2 separate regions of the Rattus norvegicus genome follow, and region 1 is linked to region 2. A link is a contact called in public Hi-C data. All regions are on one chromosome and are shown on one strand. Each heading gives the region's core, a stretch centred on a gene start, on an enhancer-like site or on the middle of the called end of the contact. The rest is flanking DNA. Distances are from core to core; before and after follow the strand shown. Region 1 holds the start of Rab11a (RAB11a, member RAS oncogene family). Region 2 overlaps Megf11 (multiple EGF-like-domains 11).

What was found. A called contact is a pair of places that touch in the nucleus more often than the background predicts.
Region 1: a Hi-C map of kidney shows a contact between it and region 2, with 2.8 times the contacts expected there. The contact joins the promoter of Rab11a here to the enhancer-like site in region 2. A contact is called at or near these places in 4 of 12 Hi-C or Micro-C datasets (kidney, liver and mammary epithelial cells).

The regions. Positions count from the first base shown.
Region 1 is chr8:74,139,417-74,143,198 of GRCr8, reverse strand. Rab11a (RAB11a, member RAS oncogene family) reads left to right here and starts at 1,515. Exons shown (of 5, transcript NM_031152.3): 1 at 1,515-1,619. The coding sequence starts at 1,580. Trnaq-cug5 (transfer RNA glutamine (anticodon CUG) 5) reads right to left here and starts at 1,174; the gene lies at 1,103-1,174.
Region 2 is chr8:74,105,679-74,109,457 of GRCr8, reverse strand. All of the region lies in intron 20 of Megf11 (multiple EGF-like-domains 11), which reads right to left. Among named protein-coding and RNA genes, the nearest start is that of Rab11a, 34 kb to the left of the region's middle. Within about 2 kb of position 2,472, at least 14 of the 93 cell types and tissues checked have an H3K27ac peak or open chromatin away from gene starts, as enhancers often do.

The DNA.
Region 1 (3,782 bases), core at 266-2,765, 35 kb before region 2:
TCACCAAATAGGAGCAGTCCTGTGATCTCAGATTCCTCAGCAGATCTCTATTTTTTTTTAAAAGAGTTCTCTCTGAGACGTTCCTAGTCGTGCTCTTGGCCACACCTTTCTTTCTGAGACCCTCACTTCCTTTCAAGCATAGAGCTTAAACTCTATACTAAAATCTCTTCTAATAAATTCTGATTGTCTCATATTGGCTCATCCTGAAAGGTTTTTCTGCAGCAAAGCCAAGAGTCAGCTTTTCTCAGAATCCAGGTCCCTAATAGATAAGGGAACTCCTCAGACAGCTGGTGGCAGTGTGGAAGAACGTCTAGTCCCTGCTGACAATCCTCCTTTCCAACTTTGGAAAGACCGTAAGGACTACCCTGAGCCTACTCAGATAATCAAAGATAATATTCCTGCTTAAGGTCAGTGATTAGCAATTTGAATTCCATCTGAAGGCTGAATTCCTTTTTCATGACCAAACATCTGCTTCCTAGGAATTATTAGGTGACTATGCCTCTGCGTGAGGAAGTGGGAGTGGGAGGGGGCCGAGGAGGACAGCAGGGCTAGCCTGGGCTACATTATGCGAGTGAAACCACCTCAAACAACAATAAGAACAAAACAACTCTGAGGAGACGCTGTGGCAAATTTCTTGAGTCTTTAACACTGATATTCGCTAGAATGGAAATTGTCATTCTTCTTCTGTTAAAATTTATTTAATCGGGCTTAGTTCGAAGGCCAGAAAATAGGACTCAAGATCTTGATGAATCCTTACGAGGAGGGTGGGCGAAGTTCTCTTAATGACATCTGGAGATAGTGTGAGAGATTTCTGGAGAGATTGAGTGGGTGAGGAGTGCGTATCCTTAACTGAAGCTGAGGGTATAAAATTCCAGCAAAAGGAATCAAGGAGCAAACTTCCTTCAAGGCTAAGAAAGAACTAAGAGTTTAATTACTAGGTCTCCATGTAGCAGACACTACTGAATTGAAGAGATTGATTAGTGTAGTCTTCATAGGTAAAGGCTATATGTGGTTCAATCCAAAAGCGGATATAACGAGGTTATTCTATTATTTGTTATGAACTAATGTAGTCAAAATGAATTAAGAGTGATAAGAAAAGAGCAGGTTCCACCGAGATTTGAACTCGGATCGCTGGATTCAGAGTCCAGAGTGCTAACCATTACACCATGGAACCAGCACGAAGGCAGCATAGCCTTCGGGTGTCTAATACTAACAAAACTCCGCCCCCAACCGGAAGTCAGACCTACTCCTCTCTTCCCTGAATGTTGGGTGAAAAACAAGCCAAAGGCTCTAAGGAGCGTCTTAAGATTGTTTTTCCTGTAAGAGTTCCCAAGCCGTGTGAGAATGTGGAGTCTACTTCAGCGAATTCCACCCTGCATAGCTCATGGGCGGGGTGCCTTTTCTCCGGAAGTACTTTCTGTGAGGGGCTGGGGCCTTTCGGAAGTGACGCAGACAGGGCGGGGCTCTTCACCGGGTCCGGCCGCTCAAGCTCTTCGCTCGGGTTACCCCTGCAGCGACGCCCCCTGGTCCCGCCGCCGTTACCACCGCCGCTCCCGCCCCTCAGCTCCTCGGCCGCGCCATGGGCACCCGCGACGACGAGTACGACTACCTCTTTAAAGGTGAGGCCGTGGACCACCGATAGCCCATTTGGGGCCGGAGACACTCCCGGGGGACCCGCGCAAGGCCAGCCCTGCCCAGGACAGAGTCCGCCTGGGCGCTTCCTTCCTGCCGCCCCGACGGGGGTCCCGCTGCTCGTCCGGGTACCCGCGCCCTTGGGAGGCCTGTCAGGCCGCGGCGCCCCTCGCTCTGTGTCCTCCCGGATGGCTGCGCTCCTCACGGCGGTGCAGTTCCTTCGGGCGTCTCGAGCCCCTCCTCTTGGATGCTTGCTGCTGGTCTCACATCCCCCTCTGACAGGCCCCTGCCTTTGCTAAGTACCTATATTGGGACGCCCACTGTCTCTATGGGTTTTTGTATTTTCTTTTCTGTTCGTTTCCCTTTCCTTCCCTCCTCGTGAGCCTTTCCTGGGATTCGGCCAGATTCGCCCGTCCCAGGGCCCCCACCCCCATCCCCGCAGACCTCGAGGTCAGTACCCGCGGACTGTCCCCTCCCTCCCCACAGACGGGCAACTCTGAGTCTCTCCTCTTCTCGTAATGTTTAGCGCTCCGGTGCGACCTGGCTTGTGGGAGGGAGAGAAGGGGAGGGTAAGAGGGGCTGTCCATCACTTCTGGCGTTCGTGCACTTGTCGCAGTGTCCAGCAGGCAGATGACTTCCCACCTCGCGGGGTTTTTTTTTGTTTGTTTGTTTGTTTGTTTGTTTTTTGTTTGTTTTTTACCCCTTTCCTTCTCTTGTCCCTGCCCAGCTAATCAGACCGGGATAACTCTTTTATTTGGCTTACGAGAAGGGGCTGCGGATGGGTGGTGGCTGTTATCCCTGCCAGACCTGAAGGCCCAGTTTCTGAACAGGAAAGGTTGTGCGCTGCACAAATACTAGCTAGCTTATCACTGTGGACTGGTTGCTTCCTGCTGCAATACTGGGAGGATCCAACAGGAAGGGAAGAACCCTGGTTGGCCACATACCTTTCCCAAACCGTGGGAGAGGGTTATAGTGGTAGCGTGCTCTTTTAGTCAAATCAAGAATTTATTACGGGGGGGGGGGGGGATGTGGAATCGGCAGACGAGAACATGGATGTAAATAGAGACTTGCTTATTGGTCGAGTCTGCGAAGAGGCCAAAGTGAAAGGATACAGTTCTCAGCGAAAAGAGAGTACAGTGAACGCTTTCTGTTCATGAATGCCTTCTCACTTTCGCAGTCTTGCTCTGCTCCTGAATTAGAAGGGCGGCCATCAGTAATTTGTTGAACAAAGATCATTACCAGAGAGGAAGAAGCCCTTGCTAGCAAAGCTTTACTGTGGAGGGTGGAGTTTCAAGAGTGTTAAGTGTGGTGAGTGTTCCTGACTTTGCCACTGGGTGCTAAGAATGATTGACTAAGTGAAGAAGCAGGAAACATTTCCAAATACTTTACAAGTCTTGGCATATTAGCTGCTGGTACACCCTTATCATTATTTACTCCTCGAAATATGCTATTTATAGGGTAAGTACCTTCAGTGTCTACCCTTACTACCATCTTGGAAAGAAATGTATAGATAAGAAGGTACCAAACTTTAAAAATACAACTAGAAAAGCCGGGTGTGGTGGTACAGGCTTTTAAAATCTCAGCATTGGGGAGGAAGAGGCAGGCAGTTCAGTCCAACCTGGTCTACAGAGTGAGTTTCAGGATAGCCAGGGCTACATAGTGAGTCCCTGTCTTTAAATAAATAAATAAATAAATAAATCAAAATTAAAACAAATAGGCCTGAGATGTTTATTTAAGGCATCTGAGATTATGTGAAATTACCTAAATCCTAAGGTTTAGTCAGTCAAGGGAGGCTTTTTTTTTTTTTTTTTTTGGTTCTTTTTTTTTTTTTTCCCGGAGCTGGGGACCGAACCCAGGGCCTTGCGCTTCCTAGGTAAGGGCTCTACCACTGAGCTAAATCCCCAGCCCCAAGGGAGGCTTATTTTTAAGTACTTTGTAATGGCATTTGGTATGTGAAGGTTGGTTATAGAAAGCTGTTTATTTTTCCCTAAGAATGTTAATTGATCCTAGATTGGCTGGAGGAATTAAAGTTTAATTTTTAGATTAGACCATCCTTTGAACAATGAGAAAACACAGGGGTTTTATGTTTCTTTGCCTTGTGACCTTGGAAAAGTTAACTTTTTTTTTTTTACATTTTACCTTTTGAGATT
Region 2 (3,779 bases), core at 1,223-3,722:
GTGTATTTTTACAGGTTATCACTTAGTTTATACAAATGCTCTCTGCCCAGACAGATACAGTAACTTTGCTAGGGTGATAAACTGGTTAATAGCACTGCAGAGCCAAGACTTAAATCTATGCTCTGGGACTTCTTTGCCCCATATTTTCTGTGATATAATTCTTTGGAGTTGTATGACTAAAAGTGTTGATTCAGAAGCAGCAGCATATCTGTCTTTTAGTGTGAATGTCAACAGTTTAGCAGCCTTAAGCAAATAGCAACATCCCTGTCTTCCAGGAGCTCATGCTTTAGTGCGCTGACTGAAGTGTGTAACAGCTATAAAAAGCCCCCAGTCTCAAGTTGGCCTTTGAAATGTAGCTTTGTCTCAGCCCAAAGTATGGTGTAGGCTTGTCTCACCCAGTCTTGGGAATGTTTGAGTCATGCTTGTCTGTCATTAGAGCTCAGTTGCTCAAGGGTGCAGAGTGATGTCAACATGAGATGAAGTGACAGAAGCTCTACTGGGGAAAGAGGTTCCTTAGTGACTTGGAGTCACAGAGAAGGGACTCCCTCTTCAATTGCTGCTCTCCTTCCCTTTGAGGGTGAGGATCTGTCTACGAATTCTAGGACTTGCCTGGAAAAAACAATAAATAAGTCTGACAGTTGTGACCCTTAGCTGTGGGGCACTGACAGGCAAGGTGTCTGGAAATAACCCTGAACGGCTGGAGCTTGACGGTCAGGTGTGACCTAAGAGGCCTCTCACCTCTAAATGTCTGTGAAAGTCAGTTGGTGAAATTCTTAAGGAATCTTCTAGACAACCACCACAGCTTACACTTCAGGCTGCTGTTATCTAAGCTCCCTGCCCCACCTTATGATTTTACTGAAAATGTTAGAGTGAAAGCCATGTGACTCAAGGGGAACTGGCTATGCAATTGGCTGAAATAACTGCGACGTGTGCCACCCTGAGTGTCTGTTCTTCAGCAGGTCCAGTAAGGAGCATTTATTCTGAAAGCAGGTAGCTCTTATTCTAACTGGCAGCAGCTCCTTGGTTTTGTGTAGAAGTGCATTCAACTGTTTGCTTCAGGTTCAGAAGGCTGTGACACAGGTAGAGCAGTAACTTTTCCCCTTCCTCCCACCTCAGTGCTTATTAAGACTTAGAGTGGGGAAGTAAACTCCTCAGGGTCCCACTGCCTCTCAGTTCAGCTAACACGTTGAAAGAGAGATTGGCTTCAGTCTGGTTGGTATAAGGCTGACCTTTGTAGCACCTGACTCAGGAAAAAAAAATCATCCTTGCTAGATAACAAGCAGTCTCTGCCAGTTCTAGCTAGGACTGGAAGGTAATAAGTAGGTTCTATTTCTGCTGGTAGAAAAAGGTGTCCTGGGTCCTGCATTGTGACTTGCTTCAAGCCATCTAAGTTTGCCTCTCAGTACTTCCTTAGTCAGGGGAGTGATGTAAGCTTGAGAACCTCCCAGTCAGGCCCAGTGTGGTTAATCTAAACTCATCCGGCAATGAGAGGCTCGGGGCTTCTTATTTGAAAGCTGTTCATTATCTATCACCACTGTCCTGATCGTATACTATGTGGAATTGAGGGATAGCTTGTTTTGTGTAGCACTGGAATGAGTAACTTCATTCCAGTTAGGTTATTTGAAACATAGGCGCTCAGCGTGATTTGGGAGGCAAAGGCTAGTAAATATCTTAGTTTAAGGCCAGCTGGGTTCGCAGCCAGGCTAACTAGGGCTTTTATTTATGGTTAGACCTTGTCTCAAACCAAACAGAAAGAAACTTAGTACCTTTGAAGGGGGTTGGAGGCTGAGCAGGATGGGACTGCTATTGCTATTACTGTTTAGAAATGAGGAAACCAGAGTTCAGTTTATTAGTCTAATTCTTAGTGCTTGGGACTCAACCACTATCTTATCTGACAATCAAGATTTTCCCCGTCAGGAGATCTAGTTACCCATGTAGCTCTTTACAGCTGCTTCAGTTTATCCTTTTTTAGCAATACCAAGGCCTGCTGAGAGGAAAGGCTAAGCTTTGAATTTAATGACTGAATAGTGGGAAAGCCTTAGAACCTCACCCAGCTGTAGTTTCACTGGAAAGTGAAACCAGTGGGATCTCAATATTTGAATAACTTTTGAATGTTAGCTTTTATCCATTTTGGTCTATTCCTTTTTCCTGAGCTAAGCTGGGGGGAGGGTACTAGGCTCAGGGACAAGGGTCTTCCCAAAGTTTGCAGGCCAAGACATAAAAACCCATCGAGAGTGGTGGTTGTGAAGGGTGCTGAATTATCCCATCTTTCCTGAGAACTGGAGGAGATGGGGCAAGACAAGCTGGAAAAGTCAGCTTGAGGAAGCCAAGCGTTTCTCTTGTTGAGTCATCCACTTGCCTGCTATGAGGGCAGAGTGTGGGGAAAATAACCAGCTGGGCTAGAGTATTTCCTTGTCCTTTCCTTTCATAGCCACGCCCACTCCAGTGCCTTCCTGTCAGGGCACTGTGCAAAGAAAGGGGAAGCCTGCAGTCCTCCAAGTGCCCCTGCATTTACTCTCCTTGTTACCTCCTCTGAACCATCTGTAGTCATGCATATTATCAGTCAGAATGGGTTTCTGAAAGGAACATGTTCATTGTTTTGAGGAAGCACAAGTCTAGAGAGGAAATGACTTCCCAAAGTTGCTCTCTGAATGTCCTAAACCTACTAAGACTTGATATCAATTTAAGCCCAAGTTAATTCAAATGTCTGCGGGAACCCAGGCATTAAGTATCTGTTGCCCACCTCTGAACTACTGCTGTCAATAGGAGGCCTGCTGCTTCTGTTCTTGGAGTTAAGTTCACATTCTTCACTTCAGTGAGAAATGGACTATGAGGAGGGATGGGACAGAGGATCGGAAGTCCAGAGAATACTGTCCAGCCACAAAAGGAGTTTTCAGGATGTTACTGGTTTCTAAATGTCTGAGAAACCAAAATTACTTGGAGAGGCATGGAACTTAGGTGGCAAGGGACACAGGTTGGGACATGACAGTACAGCTCAAGGATTCCCAGACAGAAGGTGAAGTCAATTTTTTTCTGTCACACTTTGAAAGCATGACAGACAAGGAATTGGACACGAGACAGTTTATTGTACAGTCATATTGCTGAAGCAGAAATGGAGGACAGGTGCTTAGCTGTGTCAGCAGTCTCCTTCAACCTCCCAGGGTGACAGAGTTCCCATTACAGAAAAAAAAAAGTGGATGCCACCTGAATTAGGGCTTTTAAAATGTCAGAGTTGTAAGGGGCCTTAGAGGTGGTGCTGTTACAACTGTGCTTTTTAAAGAGGAAGAAGCCAAGACCCACAGATACTGCTGTGTCTAGTGAGCACCATACAGTTGGACTAGAACCCAATCTCATTCTCTGCCCACCGCACCCCCAAGTTTGGAAAACATCCAGACTCTTTAATTAGTCCTGCTGGTTTGGCCTTGCCCTTGTTGCTTTAGGAGACAGTTTAAATTGGTGACATGAAGTAGCTGAACTAGATGTTTGGGGATTTAGCCCCCAGGTAGGATTGTTCCGTGTGTTTTATAAGCTTTTCTGTAAAGTTCTACACTAATATTTCACTTGCCTCTCTTTGAACTCTTACTGTATCATGTTGGCTCCCAACACTTGATGGTTCATTTGCCTACACAGTTCTCTCTAATTTGAAAGCTGATGAGAGGCAGTGACGAATCTGGCTGCTTGCCTCTTAGAGCCTCCCATGCACTTAGATGATCCCATAAGACAGGAATGCAATGATGAAGGCAGAGCCTGGCTTTCATTGGCTTTATTTTACATTTATG